Regions from separate parts of the Mus musculus genome. Here all the other regions are linked to region 2. The links are chromatin contacts, called in public HiChIP or PLAC-seq maps. All regions are on one chromosome and are shown on one strand. The core of a region is the stretch at or near the end of the contact, and the rest is flanking DNA. Distances in the headings are between cores, read along the strand shown.

What was found. HiChIP or PLAC-seq counts read pairs in DNA pulled down with a chosen protein or histone mark.
Region 1: a contact with region 2 is called in an H3K4me3 HiChIP or PLAC-seq map of craniofacial prominence, with 5 times the contacts expected there. The contact joins the promoter of Fmnl2 here to the enhancer-like site in region 2. A contact is called at or near these places in 4 of 39 promoter capture datasets (hippocampal neurons, liver, maxillary cranial neural crest and 1 more), 5 of 484 Hi-C or Micro-C datasets (the Patski cell line, bone marrow-derived macrophages, embryonic fibroblasts and 2 more), 14 of 115 datasets of contacts at active chromatin or transcription factors (cardiomyocytes, a colorectal cancer cell line, craniofacial prominence and 11 more) and 4 of 9 other capture datasets (adipose tissue, embryonic stem cells, liver and 1 more).
Region 3: an H3K27ac HiChIP or PLAC-seq map of heart atrium shows a contact between it and region 2, with 4 times the contacts expected there. The contact joins two enhancer-like sites. A contact is called at or near these places in 4 of 484 Hi-C or Micro-C datasets (bone marrow-derived macrophages, embryonic stem cells and nephron progenitors) and 4 of 115 datasets of contacts at active chromatin or transcription factors (embryonic stem cells, epiblast stem cells and heart atrium).

The regions. Positions count from the first base shown.
Region 1 is chr2:52,855,682-52,860,156 of GRCm38.p6, forward strand. Fmnl2 (formin-like 2) reads left to right here and starts at 2,187. Exons shown (of 27, transcript NM_172409.2): 1 at 2,187-2,578. The coding sequence starts at 2,462.
Region 2 is chr2:53,029,053-53,033,513 of GRCm38.p6, forward strand. All of the region lies in intron 2 of Fmnl2 (formin-like 2), which reads left to right. Among named protein-coding and RNA genes, the nearest start is that of Gm52511, 22 kb to the left of the region's middle. Within about 2 kb of position 1,684, at least 95 of the 459 cell types and tissues checked have an H3K27ac peak or open chromatin away from gene starts, as enhancers often do. A contact at or near this core is called in adipose tissue, craniofacial prominence, embryonic fibroblasts and 7 more, where this site is marked.
Region 3 is chr2:52,783,745-52,788,062 of GRCm38.p6, forward strand. No RefSeq gene overlaps it. Among named protein-coding and RNA genes, the nearest start is that of Stam2, 44 kb to the left of the region's middle. Within about 2 kb of position 1,552, at least 24 of the 459 cell types and tissues checked have an H3K27ac peak or open chromatin away from gene starts, as enhancers often do. A contact at or near this core is called in heart atrium, where this site is marked.

The DNA.
Region 1 (4,475 bases), core at 937-3,436, 170 kb before region 2:
AGCATTTGAATAATACGAGGATAATATTTATACAATGCACAAAAACATCACTCCAACAAGAAGTAGTTTATTTAACAGGACATACTAAATATATTTATGAAGATTTCCTCCATATGTTAGTGTGTCAAAAGTCATGGTAGTTACTTACCTTTGAGGTGTTTTCCATCTCTTATCTTTCTCTATCTCTTTATCTCTACGGAAGGAGATTAGTTCTGGAGGATAGCCTCGTGTGAGCTTTGAAGGCTGAGAAGTCACATGGTTTGCCTCCTCAAGTTAGAGGCCAGGGAAGCTGGTGATGGGTTCCAGTTAAAATTAAAAGCCCTAGGAGCCAATGATGTAAGTCTTGGTCCAGGTTCAAAGATCCAGAAAGAGGAGCACCAATTCCTGAAAGCAGTAAAAGGTGATGTCCCCAGCAGAGCAGAGAACAAACTTACCCTTCCCCCATCTTTCTCTTCTATTCATGGCCTCAGCAGAAAGGGTGCTGCCCTCTGCACTGATGAAGTTGAATTTGTTTACTAAGACTATTGGATTAAATACACACGCTCCAAAATATTATTTCTTTCTTTTTATCAGTTTTCTGGGCATCATTTAGTCCAGTCTACTTAATTAAAATAAACATAGTATCAACCATCATAAGTAGGAAGGCATGGATGGAAAGTACTGAGGTCAATAAAATGTCGAGGATTATGGTGATGACAGTGATACAGAGCCACACTGACTGTTACTCCAAGTTCTTTATCTGAACAGTACAGATCTATTGAAATCTCATCCAACCCTGTAAGAAAGGCGTCAATGCCATTATGACTTTCTTAGATGATGAAATTAGGGCACGAAAAGTTAAGCAAGGGCCATGAGACCAGGCATTCATAGCTACTAAGGAAAAGTTGGGGCTCTTGATATATCCGGGTAGGATGCAATTTACTTGCTTTCTTAAGAAGATAGCCCAGGGTTGGAGAGATGAGTACTGGCTGCTCTTCTAAAGGACCTGGGTTCAATTCCCAACCCCCAGGCAGATCACGTCTGTCTGTAGCTCGAGTTCTAGGGAATCCTGATGCCCTCATATAGATACACATGCAGGAAGAACACTAATTAATGCCTCTGAAATAAAATAAACAAAACAAAATAAGACGATAGCCTAAGCTGCAAAGAGTACCACAGCTTCTTGGGCTCCATCTCTCAGCTCAGGGAAATTCTGGTGCCAGGCAGAACTCATGGTATGAGTAGCTTTAATCAAAAGTTCTACATGGGCTTGAAATCTACAGCAAGGGCAGCTGGCTAAAGTCACGTATAACAGTGCATTTCCAAGCCCTCATAACATCTAGTTAAGTTCAGAGGGACAGAGTTGAGCCTAATATTCTCTGTGAAACACTTGGGGCAAATCTGCTTTGGAAGCAGGATGGGTGCAGTCAACGACCACCCTCATGCAAAATAGTTATTTGTGTAAACTGTCTTCCTTACTAGATTTGAAAGCATTGCAGGGCTGAGTGTCTCAGCCTATGAAATCGTAACTCCCGTCATAGGTCTTTGACAGTTATTTTCTTTGAATTGTCTATTGTGGATTGAATTCTTGTAAAAACTCACACATACTATAAACCCCACATTTGCTTATAAAACATCCAGTTAGATCAAAGACCATGCAACATAGATGCCGAAGAACCCGTACCACGTCTCCACCTGTAGTTCGTGAAGTTGGGCATTGCCAATACCCGGGGTGGGGGTCTCCTATTCAACTAGATTCTCTCACAGGGTTATACTCTTCTGAAACTTAAATCACGCGTTTCATGATTGACTGGAGTCATTCACTCATTCTTCAAACGTGCTGAAGTGTCAGATTTTACGTAGGCGAGGCAGGTCTTCAAACTGTCGGAGTGAGGGAGGTCGAGATAAAAGTGACTAAAGCCACCTTTCACGGCGTCCAGCTTGTTTTTGCTGCAAGCACCCCAACTACAGCGCGGCCCTCCAGGAGCGCGCGCGGTTTCTGCGCGTGGCCGGTTTGGGCCGAAACTACGCGTCCCGGCAGTCCGCGGGGCGGGTGGGCGGAGCCGGGCCGGGGGCGGGGGCCGAGAGGGGGCATTGTGTCGGCCAGCCGTGCGCGAACGTCCGCTCGCTGTGGGGCCGGGGCTGAGGTGTCAGCGCCGCTGCGGCCGGGGCGAGAGGCGGACGAGCAGGAGCGCGCAAGCGGCCGCGGGTGCCGGCGGGGGCGGCGGGAGCACCATGCGGATCGGCGCCCAGCGCCCTGCAGACCCCTCGCGAGGCAGAGAGGCCGGGGCGGCGCCGGGGCGGCGGGGAGCATGAGGACGGCCGGGGACCGGCTGGGTTCGGAGCTCTGCTAGGAAGCGGCGTGCGCTGAGCACTAACCGGGACGCGGCGGAGGGCGGGAGCCAAGCGCCCGGGGCTGTGGGCATTTTGGACGCGGACGCAAGGGGCCCGGAGCCAGCCGGGGCTCCGGCACGCAGCCGACATGGGCAACGCGGGGAGCATGGACTCGCAGCAGACCGATTTCAAGGCGCACAACGTGCCATTGAAGCTGCCGATGCCCGAGCCAGGTGAACTGGAGGAGCGCTTTGCCATCGTGCTGGTGAGTGAGTCCGCTGCGGCCGGGCGCGGGGCCCCCGTGGGGCAGGCGGCGCAGATGACCCGGCTCCTCCGGTCCCAAGGGCGAGGCTCACACCTTCCCCATTGTGGGCTCCCAGCCTCGCTTCTCTCAGCCTCCGTCCTTGCGCTCTCCAGGGGTCCTCGGATGGGGAGAGGAGCTCGGGCCGGGCTACCCCGGCGGCCACGAACCCATTGTCTGGCGGGAGCAGCACCTCGCAGCGCGTGTGCCGGGAGGTGCAGAGTGGGTGTGAAGGGAAGGTGGCTGGCCGGGGAGGAGTGAGGGACGGGCCGCTAAAGCTTTTTGTTTAAAGAATGAAAAGCAACCGGCAGACCCCGACCCTCTGCGTAGCATCCCCCGGACGCGCAGCTCTGGGCCTTGCGGGGTCTGCTGCAGACGCGCGCAGGTGGCTGGCCGCAGGCGCCGCGCCCGCACTCGGTCGGCCGAACTTGGAGGGTGGACCTCGCGGCTGGGCAGATGGACAGCTCCCCAGAAAGAGAAAGAGGAGGCCGGCAGCTGAGTGGCGCCGTGGTCCCTCCGCGAGGGGGAGGCATCTGAAACCCAGACGCGGGTGGGGAAGGCGGGGGGTGGGGGAGAAGCGCCCCGGGCAGGGGAGAACCTCAGTGTGTTCCCTTTGGTCTTAAATCTTAAACCACAAAAATGTGCAGTTTGGCTGGGACGTGTTAAGAGCCGTCCTGACTTCACGGACGACCCCAGTTCCTTCAGTCGAGTCCATGGCTCCCTCCCGCATTCCGCATCACTCAGCCTTCCCGTTCCAGCTTCTCAATCAAAGACTGGAATCCTCTCTCTCCGTTTCCTTTTGGGACTAAGTTTCTGGGCTCTTCCCACCCGGAGTCTGCCTTGCTGTGAGCTCAAAAGGGTGTGACGCCTTTTCCCTTGCCCCAGAGAGCGTCCCAAGTGCAGTTGGTTCCTGGTTTCTCAAGTTTTAAGATTCCACCTTCTCTTAAGGGGATGATGGGAAGGAAATGAGGCTGGGGGGTGGGGTGGGCGGACTCCTGGTCTGAGACTTGACACTCTGCTTCCCCCTTTTTCTAAATCCATGCAAGACAAGGCAGCCAGAGCCAGAGGAACTTGTGATGGAGCTGCCAACTCCTGTGTCTACCTGAGAGAATTTTGGCATGTAACTTAAGAACTTTGGGAGAGGTCTCAAGCCCTGGATCAAAAGTTGGTTTTCTGAGATTTGAATGTTGAGTGGGACATTGAAGCTGCCTTTCTTCATCCCTTGAAAGGAGGTTGCTTTGGTACTGGGACCGTGCTCTGTCTGGATGGCAGGTCGGCTCTGTGTGATCAGGGAGCACGGAGGCTGCAGCTCTTTGCAGCCCTTTTAGGCCCCCTGGAAGTTGCTGTGAACATGGGGGGAAAAGATGTGGCTGCCTATTTTGCTTTGCATGGCCTGTGATCTCCCACAGCTGCTCCCACGTTATGCAAGATGGGACGCTGTGAAATGAAACAGCCCAAGCTTAATTACTTCTCAAGGCAGTCTGGTGCACACTTGACCCGTCTTTCCAGAGACAAACGGTGTTTCTTGAAAACAAAAACAAAACAACAGACAAACAAACAAAACACACCAAAAAAAACCTGTTCCTGACAGACATAGCTGCAACTTTCTGGCTCTGGGTTTTCTGTTTTTACCCTTCATCGTGTGGTGTGGTGTTATCTGTCTGTCTGTCGGCCTGTCTGTGTGTGTGTGTGTGTGTGTGTGTGTGTGTGTGTGTGTGAGAGAGAGAGAGAGAGAGAGAGAGAGAGAGAGAGAGAGAGAGAGGGGGGTTGGGCAGCCAGTGGCACAAGGAGGTTGCCGCAGCCATGCTAATAACAATAATGCAATTAAGTTCTACTCAACTGGGAGAGCATTTTTTGCATG
Region 2 (4,461 bases), core at 434-2,933:
TCACTGTCTAGCCTATCACAGACAGACATGCCCGGGGCTCACTTCACTGTCTAGCCTATCACAGACAGACATGCCCAGAGCTCACTTCACTATCTAGCCTATCACAGACAGACATGCCCAGAGCTCACTTCACAGTCTAGATGTTTCTTCTCTCCCTCTCTCCCACATTCCTTCCCTCTCTTTCTTCCCTCTCCCCCTTCTCTTTCAAGATTTTGTTACCCACTTTCCTTGTTACCCAATATTTTGTTTTTATGATACATGATCGCCTCTGGAAAGCTTTCAATGATCTCTAGTCTTTGTTTGTACTAAAGATGCTCTGCTGCTGGCTTCCCATTCCCAAATTATTCCCCAGCCATTTTATAAGATGTTCATGGACACGTAGACTATAGTGATGGATATACCGCCTTTCAACACGTTCCTATATCTTCATAGGCAAAGCACAAGTCCATTTAGTTTTTAGACCAAATAATGAGAGGAATTCTGTAATTTTACATAGAAGCTATACTTAATAAGATTTGCTGTCTAGATGTTTCTTGGGTATTTGATGGCTTAGGTGAAGAGAATTTGAAATGTAATATGTACCTGTGCTTGCATTGGGTGGAGAGATATGGTTGTTTGTCTTTTCTTAAGAAGTATCAATCTAAAATGAAATCTTTGGCAGCTAAAATAAAGAATCTGGCTAATTGAAAGCTTATTCAACTGCCGGTGTGACCTTTCACTATTGTGTCTGGTTCCTAGATTCCCGTCGCAGTAATAGCATTTCTGGGGAGTGCTGTTGTGTTCCATGCACCCTGGTGGTTGGCTTGTGCACGGACCCACCTGAAATTATGGACCAATGTTGTCAGAGTAGCCTCTTCTTTCACAAGGCTAAAGCGTTCAGGGGGAACCAACCCTCACGTTGAGAAAGATATTGAGTGATGGATAGGATTGGGCCAGCCTAATTAATCCAGCACATTAGAAGAGGAGCCATGGGATGTTTTGATGAAGAAAGCCCTGTTGAACTAGAGTGAACCAGAAGAGACTTTTGCTAGTCTAAATAATGGAAACTGTTTGGAAAAGCCTCTTCAAAGAGGTTTCAGTCTGAGAGCTGTAATGGAATACTTGGATACCCCTCCCCCAGCTAGGAAAGTGATTTCATAGTGAGCTAAGGAATGCTTCAGAGCTCTCCAAGAAACCATGGCTGGGGAAGGAATCTGGCATGCTGATTTTTTTTTTTTCAGTTCTAGTTTTATGCAGAAACGTACAGCTTTTAATGCTGGGAAAGGAAAAAGGAGAGTTACACAGTTCTACCCATATGGTTTTCTATTTGTTAGAGCTCTGTCTTGGCTCTGTTAACTACCCACTCTCTGTTAGCTTATTTTCTGGCATCTTTCTTGCCTGTTCCAATGACCTGAGATTCTTCGTGCCCTGACTTTTCTGGCACTGAGGTCTTGGAACCCAGCTTTTTTTTTTTAAGGCCCTGAAGTTACACTCCATGCACCTCTGCCTTTGTTCCCAGACTTCCTCATCTGGAACACTTTTTGTCTCCTGCCTTGCAGAGAGACTTGGGATAGGATAGCTCTGTGCTGCCTCTCCTTCAGCATTGGATCCAAATCCCTCTTTCTCCAGGGACATCCCTTTGATCCGCACAGTTGGAAACCGCCTCACCTCGCTTTGAACTGAGGAGGATCACATATGGCTCTTATCATGTTCTAGTTTGTATCATAACTCTGTGTGCTGAATCACAGAGACGAGATTTTACCACCCTGGAAGTGAATCATTGGATTTATTTTTCTTTGAGTTTTAAAATAATAGCACCTTCTATTTATGGGTTCTGAATCGGGGAAGGAATAAAATGACCATTAGAAATGGATGTCCCAGTGAATACCTTGAAATGGATGATCTAAATAGGACAGCAGGGTTGAAGATGTTCTGAGGCAGAGGCTTGCTTTGCAGGAAGCTTTTTAAATCTAATCATCACCAGAGGGCTCTTCTCAATGGTTGTGCAGCTAGGTTGGCTTCTCCTATGGCTGTGCTTCCTAGCCTTCCTACTGCCGTGGCCCTTTAATACACTTCCTCATGTTGCAGACCCCTTCCCCTCGGCCGCAAAATTATCACTTTGCAACTTCATGACTGTAAATTTGCTACTATTACGAATCATAATGTAAATATCTGATAGAAACCCCCAAAGGGATTATGATGCGAAGGTTGAGAACCGCTGTCCTATGGTCCCAGCTTCTTCACCAATAGTTAGACCAAATAGGTAAGGGTTTAATGGTATGCCTCTTTGTTCTCCATTGTCCTCTTCTGTCTCATCGTGTACACACACACACACACACACACACACACACACACACACACACACAGCTCATATATATCCCTTCTGGAGGTGGTGCCGTATACCAACTCCTGTAATGTATAATTGTTTTGGAAATAAAAATCTATGTGTTCTTTTGGGGCCTTTGGTGTTGTTCATCCCTTGGGAGTCCAGGTCTACTTGTGTGAATTCTCTTTTATTTGCATAGGTTAGCTCTGAGGGCTTGCTGGGCCCTTGGGCTAAGCTACCCTGACTGCTCTTGAAGCCACTCATCTCTAGCTGGTGCACACTTGGCCTTTCCTACAGTAAAGCATGGCTATCTACACACACTATGGCAATATTTTCTTCTCATCTTTTCTGCATTTGCTAATGTCACGATTTCCCATTTGAGAGAGTGGTATGGCACCCTAGGAGACAGGGAGGGTTCCTGTCACTTTCTCATTGTTTTTCAGCATCTGGCAAATCAGATTAGAACTCACTAATAGCAACAGTACTGGTTGTAACTATGCCTTAGTAGTGACTATAGTTTGCTTGCTTACCCTTTGGCAATGATACCAATCCCCAAATAATTCCAGCTTTGAGGTGAAGAGGAATAGATCATTTGTGTAGAAAGCTTATGTAACCAAAGAAAAGGTCTTCCTGTGTTTTCACTAGAATGAATTATTGTGAAATCAGTATAATAAAAACATTAAAATAGCATTATGTTGACATCTAATTCAGTAGGGTTCTTGAAGCAGTGTGAATAGCTCTACCTACAACAATCCTGAATTAGGGATGAATGGGGGGAGAGACTCAGTAGTCAGTATGTATCTCAACAGTCATTAGTTTCTTGGCAAACTCGTGTTCAGATGTCTTGCTAAAATATCATTAGGTCTCAGAATATTAAGGTGTAAGATGAACTTGAATGGAATTTTGTTTGATGTTGGGATCTCTTATCCAAATACTGTTTATAGAGTAGAAATGATTGAAACATGCTTGTTATAAGTCCAGCTCACACCAGATTAACCTCAATTAATTTCCCCTGTAATGATCCACAAAGTTTGAGAAGGTATATAAAGTTTGGAAAAAGTTTTCTAAATGAGTGGCATACTCAAGTCAAAACCCTTACAGCTGAAGGACTTCACTGAGCAACTTTACTAGATTTAGATGTTAAAGGGGAAGGCGGGGCCCAAGGAAACAGTTCAGCTGCTTTGAAAGAAACTACCTCTGCCTTTCTGAGAGTCCTAGGCAAAGCTCTCAGCATAGTCTACTTCCAGAGCTGTGATACCTAATCACCTCTATTGGTTGGTTGTGTGTGTCAACTTGACACAAGCTGGAGTTACCACAGAGAAAGGAGCTCCCTTGAGGAAATGGCTCCATGAGATCCAGCTGCAAGGCATTTTCTCAATTAGTGATTGGCGGGGGGTGGGGGTGGGGGGGTGGCATTGTGGGTAGTGCCATTTCTGGGCTGGTAGTCTTGGGTTCTATAAGAAACCAAGCCAAGCAAGCCAGTAAGTAACATCCCTCCATGGGCTCTGCATCAGCTCCTGATTCTTGACCTGCTTGAATTCCAGTCCTGACTTCTTTTGGTAATGAACAGCAATGTGGAAATGCAAGCTGAATAAATCCTTTTCTCCCCAACTTGCTTCTTGGTCATGATGTTTGTGCAGGAATAGAAACCCTGACTAAGACATTACCTTAATTCACCCTTGTTATGACCCCATCTTTTCCTTCTTTTAGGAATAGCTTTGCTTTTCCATCTTGGTGGCAGCGAACTTGATCTCTAGCTAATAAAGTGGATTATAGTAAATTCTTCATCCATTGTCTTATCTGCAGAGCAGGTCTGTGCCTAGGTGGGCTCACATTTTGGGGGTGGGAAGGGCAGCTAATGAGAAATGTAAGCATGAAGGTATTTGGCAGTCATGGACCCAAGGGGAATATAGGCTTAGCAGCATGTGCCTTTAGCGCTAATATGAATCTGACTATTTTATACTGTGCAGCAATCCTACTGTAACTTTTGCCTGTGCAGTGTTTACTGTCTCTTGTGGGGTACTGTTACACTTTTAGTAACTCATCTTTAGCTGTGAGATACCTGTAATCCCTGTATCAAGGAGGCTGAGGTAGGAAGACTTAGAGGCTACTTTCAAGACTGTGTCTCAAAAGAAACAAACTTGACAGTTAAATTA
Region 3 (4,318 bases), core at 302-2,801, 250 kb before region 2:
TCTGTTAGCACTGAGAATAACAAAATTAACTTTATTTTTCTTTAACAAATAAATAGCTTCTAGCTAAATAACTAGCAGGAATTAAACAGTAAACCAGATATTGAAAAATAAGTAAAATATAAACCTATTTAGCAGGAAGCTCTTCTTGGGATGCACAGTATACTAGCATCTCCCCATAATCAACCTCGTGTGCTTTTTGTTGTTTTGTTTGCTTGTTTTAAACAAAGATGATGCTTGCTGCGCAAGATGGTTCACGCCTTTAATTCCAGCACATGGGAGGCACTGGCAGGAAAATCTCTGTTAATACAAGGGCAGCCTGGCCAGCTCACACAGTGAGCTCCAGGCCAGTATGGGATGCATAGTGAGACCTTATCTTAAAATAAAAGAAAAAAAGACACTTTTCTCCCAGTTCCTCCTTGTCACAAGTAAACTATTAATGAACCCTCTCCGCTCTGAACAAAAGCCATGCTTCCTCTTTAGTTCACCGCGATGCTTCTATGATCAGATAGATCCAGAGAGAGTTCTTTTTAAAATCCACATACAAAAGAGAATGATGGCATATTAATAGGATAATTGGGTCTGATGGGTTCAACTACTAGAAAATAGGGTTTTCTAGGAACAGTTCCTAATTCCAGGGCAGGTGTTAGTGGAAGAAAGGACATATGAAGGTTTGGAGGACAAACTTGGAGATGATAATAAACAAAAAAAAGACATTAAATTTCTATAATGCTTACCTTTTTATTGCTTTCCTTTGTATTATTTTAAAGATTTATATTACTTTTACTTATATGTGTGTATTTATGTGTGCAGATTCCAGAGAGGGTATTGTTAGGTCTCAAACCTGGGACTAATGGCTAACAGAAGTGCCTAGTTAGCATATCAAAGCAGACCTGGCCACCAGGTTCTCTTAGCATCCCTCAGTCTCTACCTGTTACACGGTATGGCTGCCATACTGGGTCCTCTACCCTGAAATCTCCAACCAAGGTGCTGGAGTGTCCTTCCCTAGCCCCTTATAATCCTATAGAATCCAGCCATTTTGGTACCTGGCCTTTTGTCTGCCCTTTACTCTCCTAACTCTCTCTGCTCCCTTTCCCCTTCCCTTACATGGCAGAGCTCATGGTCACGTTCACTCTGGACTCTCCCAGCTGCCCCTGCCTCTGTTGATGCTCTCCCTTTCATCTACAATAAACTTTCTCCCCCACCACACCTAGAAGCAGTCATGTCCTTCCCCTTTCTCTTCTTCATTCAGGTAACTGGAGTTACAGGCACTTATGAGTTACCCAGCATAGATGCTGGCAACTGATCTTAATCTTCTGCAAGAACAGCAAGTGAGCATTCTTCATTACTCACCCATCTCTCCAGTCCCCTTGTTTGTATTGTTATGCTGGTGGCCTATCTGAGGTCACAGTGAGGATGTTAGGGTAGCTGAGAGAGGCAGGCAAAGTCTCTAAGAGGTCAGGTATTTAAGGACAAATGCTGTAGAGGGTCATTTCCTCCAGGCCTGAGATGAACTCCTGCCACCACCACAATGGAGCCAAAACTGCTATGGTGACCTAAGTGTAGACCGTGGCCTTGTAGTCATGGTAACAAAATAAACAAAACAACATAGTGCTAGCTAATTCTGTAGTAGTGGCAATGGTTTGTTAATACTCCTCAGTAGGAAGGGTATCACTAGACCCCCACCAGGGTTTTACCAGCTACTCCCCTGCCATTTCTATCACAGCTGTCTGTGGCTTTTGAGTGCAGTATTTAGATAGCCAGGAGATGTCTGTGACAAAGGGCCTGGGGACACGCTACAGCCTGTCCCCCCAACCCCCCTTTTCCGATTTCCTGGAATCTGTCCAGGAAGCCTGTTAGCCAAATACAGGAGGCATTTAAAACTCTAAATAGATACTATGGTAGAAGAAACTCTTCATGACACATTATAGTCAGGATGTCAAAAATACAAAGAAAGAAACAATGCTAAAAGCTGTAAGAAAAAACCCAGAAAGCCAACTCCCAAAGTAAACACATCAACATGACATTGGCTCTTTTATCATCGACCCTGAAAACTGAGAGTACACGAAATTATATATTTCAAGCCCTGAGAGTAAATAACTGCCAACTCAGATGCCCATATCCAGATGAGTGATTGTCTACAATTAATGGAGAAGTAAGGACATTTAAGACAAACCCAGACTAAGCAGTTCATGATCCCAACTTCAGCACTGTAGCCAGAGGAAGACAGTCAGTCTCAATCACTGGAGCAGAGGAGAGACATTCATGAAAGTAACAAATGAACAAAGGAGACATTGGAAGGAATCCTTCATGTCCTACACAATAAATAAGCAAACCCTTAATCTTACTGGGGGGAAAAGAAAGCAATTACCAAAAACAACCAACAAAGCTACAATAATTATCACTCAGAAATAACCTTATAGGTCAAAAAGGTCTCAGGTCACAAAGAGACTTTGCCTGATTGGATTACAAAACTAGATCTAACTACCTGGTATTTTTCAGGAAATATATCTCTCAGGTGCAAATACCCACTGAGAGTAGTATATGAAAGACTATCTATCAAGTGGAATGGAAGAAAGCTACTGCATATTAATAAAGGAACAATTCATCAAGAATATGTAACAATTGTTAAATATATGCACCAAATATTGAGACATGTAATTCCGTAAAACAAACACTAATGGACATAAACAGTCAGAGAGATCCTGATAGAGTATTAGTGGGTGACATCAACACTGTCATGCCCTCATATTTATATAGATCACCCAAATGAAAAATCAGCAAAGCCTCAGAGTTGAACTGTACCATCAAAGGAACTTAACATACATCCATACAATATGCCATGCAACAGACATAGAACACACACCACCAGCAGTTTACAGAACTTTCTCTAAACCAGATCGCATTCAAGATCTAGAATGTATGGCCAAGTACAAATAATTGAAACATGTTTCTGTCTTATAAGGTCATAGTAGAAAAAAAATAGAAACTGATAGTAAAACAAACTATGCACCTCCACAGAGAATGAACAATGCAGTCTGGAACAGGCAGAGTGTCATTCAAGAATCTAGAGAGAATCAGCATCCTTAATCACCAGGGAAATGCAAATCAAAACAACCCTGAGATTCCACCTCACACCAGTCAGAATGGCTAAGATCAAAAATTCAGGTGACAGCAGATGCTGGCGAGGATGTGGAGAAAGAGGGACACTCCTCCATTGTTGGTGGGATTGCAAGCTTGTAGAACCACTCTGGAAATCAGTCTGGTGGTTCCTCAGAAAACTGGACATAGTACTACCGGAGGATCCAGCAATACCTCTCCTGGGCATATATCCAGAAGATGTCCCAACGGGTAAGAAGGACACATGCTCCACTATGTTCATAGCAGCCTTATTTATAATAGCCAGAAGCTGGAAAGAACCCAGATGTCCCTCAACAGAGGAATGGATACAGAAAATGTGGTACATTTATACAATGGAGTACTACTCAGCTATTAAAAACAATGAATTCATGAAATTCTTAGGCAAATGGATGCATCTGGAGGATATCATCCTGAGTGAGGTAACCCAATCACAAAAGAACTCACTTGATATGCACTCACTGATAAGTGGATATTAGCCCAGAAACTTAGAATATCCAAGATACAATTTGCAAAACACAAGAAAATCAAGAAGAAGAAAGGCCAAAGCCTGGATACTTTATTTCTCCTTAGAATAGGGAACAAAATACCCATGGAAGGAGTTACAGAGACAAAGTTTGGAGCTGAGATGAAAGGATGGACCATCCAGAGACTGCCCCACCCAGGGATCCATCCCATAATCAGCCACCAAACCCAGGCTCTATTGCATATGCCAGCAAGATTTTGCTGACAGGACCCTGATATAGCTGTCCCTTGTGAGGCTATGCCAGTGCCTAGCAAATACAGAAGTGGATGCTCACAGTCATCTATTGGATGGAACACAGGGCCCCCAATGGAGGAGCTAGAGAAAGTACCCAAGGAGCTGAAGGGGTCTGCAACCCTATAGGTGGAACAACAATATGAACTAACCAGTACCCCCAGAGCTCTTGTCTCTAGCTGCATATGTAGCAGAAGATGGCCTAGTCGGCCATCATTGGGAAGAGAGGCCTCTTAGTCTTAGAAACCTTATATGCCACAGTACAGGGAAAGCCAGGGCCAAGAAGTGGGAGTGGGTGGGTAGGGGAGCAGGGCAGGGGTAGGGTATAGGGGACTTTCAGAACAGCATTTAAAATGTAAATGAAGAAAATATCTAAAAAAAAATGAAAAAAAAGAATTATCCATGTTTAAGTACAAAAAAAAAAAA